Regions from separate parts of the Gossypium hirsutum genome. Here region 1 is linked to region 2. A link is a contact called in public Hi-C data. All regions are on one chromosome and are shown on one strand. Each heading gives the region's core, a stretch centred on a gene start, on an enhancer-like site or on the middle of the called end of the contact. The rest is flanking DNA. Distances are from core to core; before and after follow the strand shown.

Region 1 (2,923 bases), core at 201-2,700, 160 kb after region 2:
CTAACACCCCAGATGATGAAAAAGCTGCGTTGTTAGGGCTATTGTCCTTGTTGGTTTTGGTGTTGATGATGATGTCTTCATTTAAGATAGCACTGGAATCACTGTCCGATGATCCATCTTTCATGTCTGGAAAAAGGGTTGCACCAACAACAACTGATCCATAGTTGAGATCTGCAGCTGGTTCACTTTGTTCAAGTGTTTTGTTATCAGTATTTTCAGATATAATCACTTCTTCTTTCACTGAAACATTGCTCTCTGTCTCAGTGCTTTCTCCACTTTGCTTTGCCTGCAACTCTCTTATCTGCAACAAATCATTCCATGTTCAAACAAGATGTAGGAAAATTGAACACTTTGGGTTATTAATTATTAATTATTACCTCTTTGAGAAGAGCTTCATTGTCATGTTGTAGGGCTTCATAATTGGCCTTAAGAGTTTCATAACTGGTTTTAAGAAGGCCATAATCCCTTTCCAATTGCTTGGTCTTCCACCTAGCACGTCGGTTTTGGAACCAGACAGCTACTTGTCTTGGTTGCAAACCAAGCTCTTGAGCCAACTTCACTTTCCTTTCAGGTTCAAGCTTGTTTTCAACCTCGAAATTCTTTTCCAAGGCCTTAACTTGATCTACACTTAATCTTCTCTTCTTCTCAGCAACATGACCTGATTCTTCTAAACACCCTTCTTCATCTAATCCATCTAACATCGACTGAAACTCCCTGCTGTAAACATGGTTGTTCCTAGGACTATGTTCATCTGCACCAAAACACAAGTCATTCATACCCCAGTCGTGGTTAGAGTAGATCCGAGAGAAATAAATAAAGTTTCAAAATTGGGATTTGTATTAAACCTGTTGTGGGACAGATAGACATCAAAGCACCCAAAGAATCTGAGCTGCCAAGTGACCTCTTCATAGTTGAATCAACCTTTAGGTAAATTTCAAACAGATTAAAAAGAAAAAGAAAAAAGAGAGAGAGCCTTAATTGTGTATTGTTTTGGGACAGAAGTTTTGTTTTTATACAAGATTTAAGAGATGCAAGATGGTTGTAGTATCACTTGTAAAAAGAGTAACACCCTTGTCTAAAACAAGACCAACTTGTACAAGATTGTAGAAATTTACAACTGCACAACAACAACCATTGCCCTCTCTCACTTTCCCCACCATTATATTTCTTCTGTTTCTTCAACACAGTTTCTTCACTTCTCTCAGTTCCCATCCAAAAACAAAACACAAAACCCAACAAGACAAAGCTTTCAAGAAAACCCAAAAAACATGTAATATGAACTCCCCACAATATGTTTTGTTTTTTGTGTTTACATCAGTACACAACCTCAAAATTAGAATATAGTTTGAGAGTGTTGAAATGGAAGAAGTGAAGAATAGATATTAGTAATTGAGTATTGAGAAAGGAGAAGAACCCAGCAGGGGTAATAACCAGTTCCCATCACTTTAAATAAAACAAAAGAGGGGTCACATTTGGGTTAGAATTTGACTGGGGTTAGGTACCCACAGTTGGCCAAAATGCAAATTAACATAAAATTCATTCCAAATGCACAATTTTGTTTTTCTTTACCGGTTATTGGCGTACCCGGTTTTTCGACCGTTTATTTTTTTTGGTGGGTAAAAAGTAAAAAAAAAAAAAAAACTACTACGAAATTGGAAAGCGGTGGTACGGCTCGGCTCCTATTACGGCTTGGCGCTGTTTATTTTTTTGAGCTTAAAAGATTTGGTTGGTGTCAGCGTATCATGGCCCTCTCTACTCGGGTCGGTGCGATTAATCGCCTATCTTTTTACCATTTTATTTTCATAAATAAATGATTAGTTCTCACTTATCATAAGATATTTCATAAAATTATAATTTCATGGAAAAACTTGTGTGTCTCTGAATTATTTTGAAACTCAAAACCTCTTTATTTCTAATTTTATTCCATTAATTGATTGATTCACAATGCTACTTTTTTTATTTTTATTTTCAAATTACACATTTTATGTAATATTTTATTAATGGTAAGGAATTCAAATCTATCTTTTATGAATTCTATCTTTACCCTAATTTATTAGAATTTTTTTCTCACAGCAGTTATTGGTCAACATGTGTATTTGAAGAAAAAATATTATATGAAATTGTGATTCTATGATCACAGTTTTATACGGTCTCTTCTTGTACTTGAAATGTTATTTTTTTTGTCAAATTATTGCATATAATTTATTAAATGGTTGGTTTTAACGAATTGTTGATTTCAAATTAATGATTTAATGGTGATTGGATTGATTTTTTAAATTTTTATAAAATATGAAAATCAAATTATAATATATTAAAATCGAAAGACTAACTCTTTGAATATATAAACAAAAAATACTTCATAATTTTATATATATTGAAATGAATTTAAATAAAGAATATTTCAGCCAAAAGAAAATTAGGGCACAAATATAAATGTCAATTTCTAGAGGACAAAGAAAAAGTACACAAAAACACTACAGGCCAAAAGAATTTTTTGGGACGGGGACTAAGTTAAAAGTTTTTTTTTTTTTTGAGTTAAATTGTTGCTTTCCTATTTTATTAGTTTATAAATTTATTTTTTAAAAGATTAAAAAATATTATTTTTAAAAGTTTGAAGTGTAATTTTATTATATATTAATTTATAAATTTATAAAATTTATAGGATGAAACATGTAATTATCCATTTTAGGAGTATTTATAATAAAATTGTTGATGCAAGAGAGTGATAGAAATGAATGATTCACCCTGCTTATTACTGAGCAGAGAGTTGTTGAGTAAGGTAGTTAAAATAAAAAGAGAGGGGAGATGAGGATGCTAGTGTCACGGGCCAGAGTTCAAAGCCCGTGACCATCAAACCAAATGCATCCGATGGAGGTCTATTACTTAGACGGGGATCATTTGGCCCACGTGAGCTGGCCCGATT
Region 2 (2,856 bases), core at 72-2,571:
TAATGAGCAAGTTAGTCATTCTTAAAAAATTAAATTTTCAAAACTTAAAAGAGCATAACAAAGAACATTGAAAATTAAAATGCTCTCAACTTCGCAAATTTCCGGCAATGTTGGGGAGGGTGACACTCACTCCAACGGTGATCGTAACACCCAAAAAGTGAGATTTAAAGAGTCTGTTGTTGACGATGAAAATTCTATGCCTGTGGATCCCGTGCCACAATAGATCGTGTAGTGGAAAGACAAATTACTAGGGAAACAAGATGATGTCACTAACTCAGTTCGGGCAGTGCCTTCTACCGTGAATGAAAATGAATTCGAGTTACTTGAAGGAGACGTTAATACATCAATCATTGATGGGATTCCTGCGATTGAGTTTTCGGATCGGGTCAAGGAAATCATTTTCAAAGAAATGGAGTTGACAGTCATCGTTAAACTCCTAGGGCGAAACATTGGCTATAACACCATTTATAATTGCATTCTTTTTTCTTTGGAAGCCTGTGAATTCTATTCGGTTAATGGATATCGCTAACGGATATTTTTTTGTGAAATTTCAGGATCTTAGATATTACAACAAAGCTCTTTCACAGGGTCCGTGGACAGTTTATGGCTAGTACCTGACCGTACAACCTTGGTCTAAGCATTTCAATCCAATGCAACCTTACCCGAGTATGGTGCTAACATGGATTCGATTGTCGAATCTCCCGAGCCATTTGTATAAACGGAAAATCATTGAGGCTATCGGGGGCCTTATTGGAAAGGTGGTTAAACTGGATTTACAAACTGAAAATCAGACCAGAGGCCGTTTTGCAAGATTAGCCGGTTATATCAATCTAGATAGGCCACTGATTTTACAAATATATGTTGACAGAGTTACTCAACGAGTCAAATATGAGGCCCTTCCGACTGTGTGTTTTGTGTGTGGCAAATACGGACATGTTAAAGATTTGTGTACTTCGGCTATGGCGAACCAGAAATTTGCGAATTTGGCGAACTCGGCAAATAATTCTCCCGAGTAGTCAACAGCCATGGAGGGATCTTTTCTGGCGGGGTGCTTGAACGAGGAAAAACCTGTATCAGTCACCAACCCGAATTTCGGGCCATGGATGCTGGTGGAAATGAGGTCTTCTCGGCAAGAAAAGTGGGGAAACAAAACGGAGGCTCCGGCGAATCAGAATAAAGTCGCTATTGGTTCCAGATTTCGGTGCTGTTAGAGGATGAAAATTTGGGAGTGAAATCGGGACAGTCTGCAGAGAGGATTTTTGGGAATGATCTAGGGGATAAGATGGCAGACAAGGCAAGGAGTAGGGATTTTAGGGATTTTATTGAAGTGGATTAATCGGCTAGTGAGCCAGGTCAAAGAGACTTGATGGATTTGGGTTTTTCTAAGAGGCCCATCGGGAAGGAAATAACGAGCAAAAATGGGTAGAAAAATTTGGGCCAAAATTACAAGAGCCTAGGAAAAAGGCCAATGGGAGTAAGCGGATTATGGGAAAATAACAGGAAGGCTTTTGGAAATTTTTCTAATTCTAATTTGGTTATTTCTAATGGCGCAGGAACAAAAAAGGTGGATATACCAAAAAACATTTATTTGGAATGCGCAATTTCTCAAGGCAATTTGGTTTCTAACGTACAAGAAAACAATGAAGCTGAGGATTTAGAAAATATTAAAGCTTATTATAATCCGATTTTTGACGAATCCGAGGTTTTTATCGTCCCTATATCTGATAATACCCTTGATCCAGGTAAGCACTCTGCTTTTAGTTTTAATAAAAATTTTTATTTATCTATACAGGATAATTTAACCTCGAAATCTGTGGAATCCCCAATTTTAACTTGCAATCGGAATCTAATGGTTCCAAAGATCGAAGAGGTGGGGGTAAAGACAGGGGTAGCCGAAGTTCTAAGAGAGCTTATATCGCTCTACAAGGTCGAGGGAACCGTTTTAAATCCTCGGGAACCACGCGTGTTCCTTTAGCTAAATCTATGGAAACAGTGGCTGAACTTTTATCCCCTCAAATCCTCAATGAGTGCTCAAATGCTGAGGTTGATGGTGCTGGATCAAAGACGGATAACAATATCAGTCTGAACAGTTAGGTATGTTATCCCAACTTTTTAATTTTTATTAATGAATATCACTATCTTGTCGTGGAATTGTCAGGGATATGCAAGTGTGAAATTTCCCAAATTTTTTTGGGAATATAATATCGAGTACAAACCGGATATTATTAATCTATTTGAACCGAGAGTCAGTGGGTCTAATGCTGACAATATTATTGCTAAGTTGGGTTTCCAGTATTCACATCGAGTAGAAGCAATTGGATATTCAGGGGGCATTTAGCTAGGATGGAGAGACTCTGTTCGTCATGATGTGATTCGTAGCCATCCGTATTTTATTATGTCTCGGGTTTGGCCTTCATCCTTGTCTCATCCTATTTTCTTCGCCTTTGTTTATGGGTGTTCTAATAGACAAAGATGTCAAAATCTTTAGAGTGAATTAATGAAATCTATTCCACTTGACCAGAGCCTCTAGACCTCCATTAGAGATTTCAACGCAATTCTCTCCTCTTCGAAAAAATCTGGGGGGCTCACTAGGGGCAAGAGATGTCCACATTTTGGTGATTTTGTTGATTCTGCGGAGCTTTACGACTTAGGTTTTAAGGGGCCGCCTTTCACTTGGCATAGGGGTTCTTTGTTTTGAGAGGCTAGATCGTGCTCTAGCAAATGAAGCCTGGCTTTGTAATTTTCCTAATGGCGTGGTTACACACCTTCCAAAGATTAAGTCAGATCACTGACCCCCCTCTTGTCCCTGAATTCGAGTAATATACTTCCCAAAGGAAAGACTTTTAGATTTTTAGC

Evidence for each region. A called contact is a pair of places that touch in the nucleus more often than the background predicts.
Region 1: a contact with region 2 is called in a Hi-C map of fibers, with 4 times the contacts expected there. The contact joins the promoter of LOC107951736 here to the promoter of LOC107951734 in region 2. A contact is called at or near these places in 7 of 34 Hi-C or Micro-C datasets (callus, fibers and leaf).

What each region holds. Positions count from the first base shown.
Region 1 is chrA02:97,887,368-97,890,290 of Gossypium_hirsutum_v2.1, forward strand. It overlaps LOC107951736 (homeobox-leucine zipper protein ATHB-6), which reads right to left and starts at 1,451. Exons shown (of 3, transcript XM_016886876.2): 1 at 846-1,451; 2 at 378-751; 3 at 1-301. The coding sequence starts at 909.
Region 2 is chrA02:97,726,123-97,728,978 of Gossypium_hirsutum_v2.1, forward strand. LOC107951734 (histone H3.3) reads right to left here and starts at 1,322. Exons shown (of 5, transcript XM_016886874.2): 1 at 1-1,322.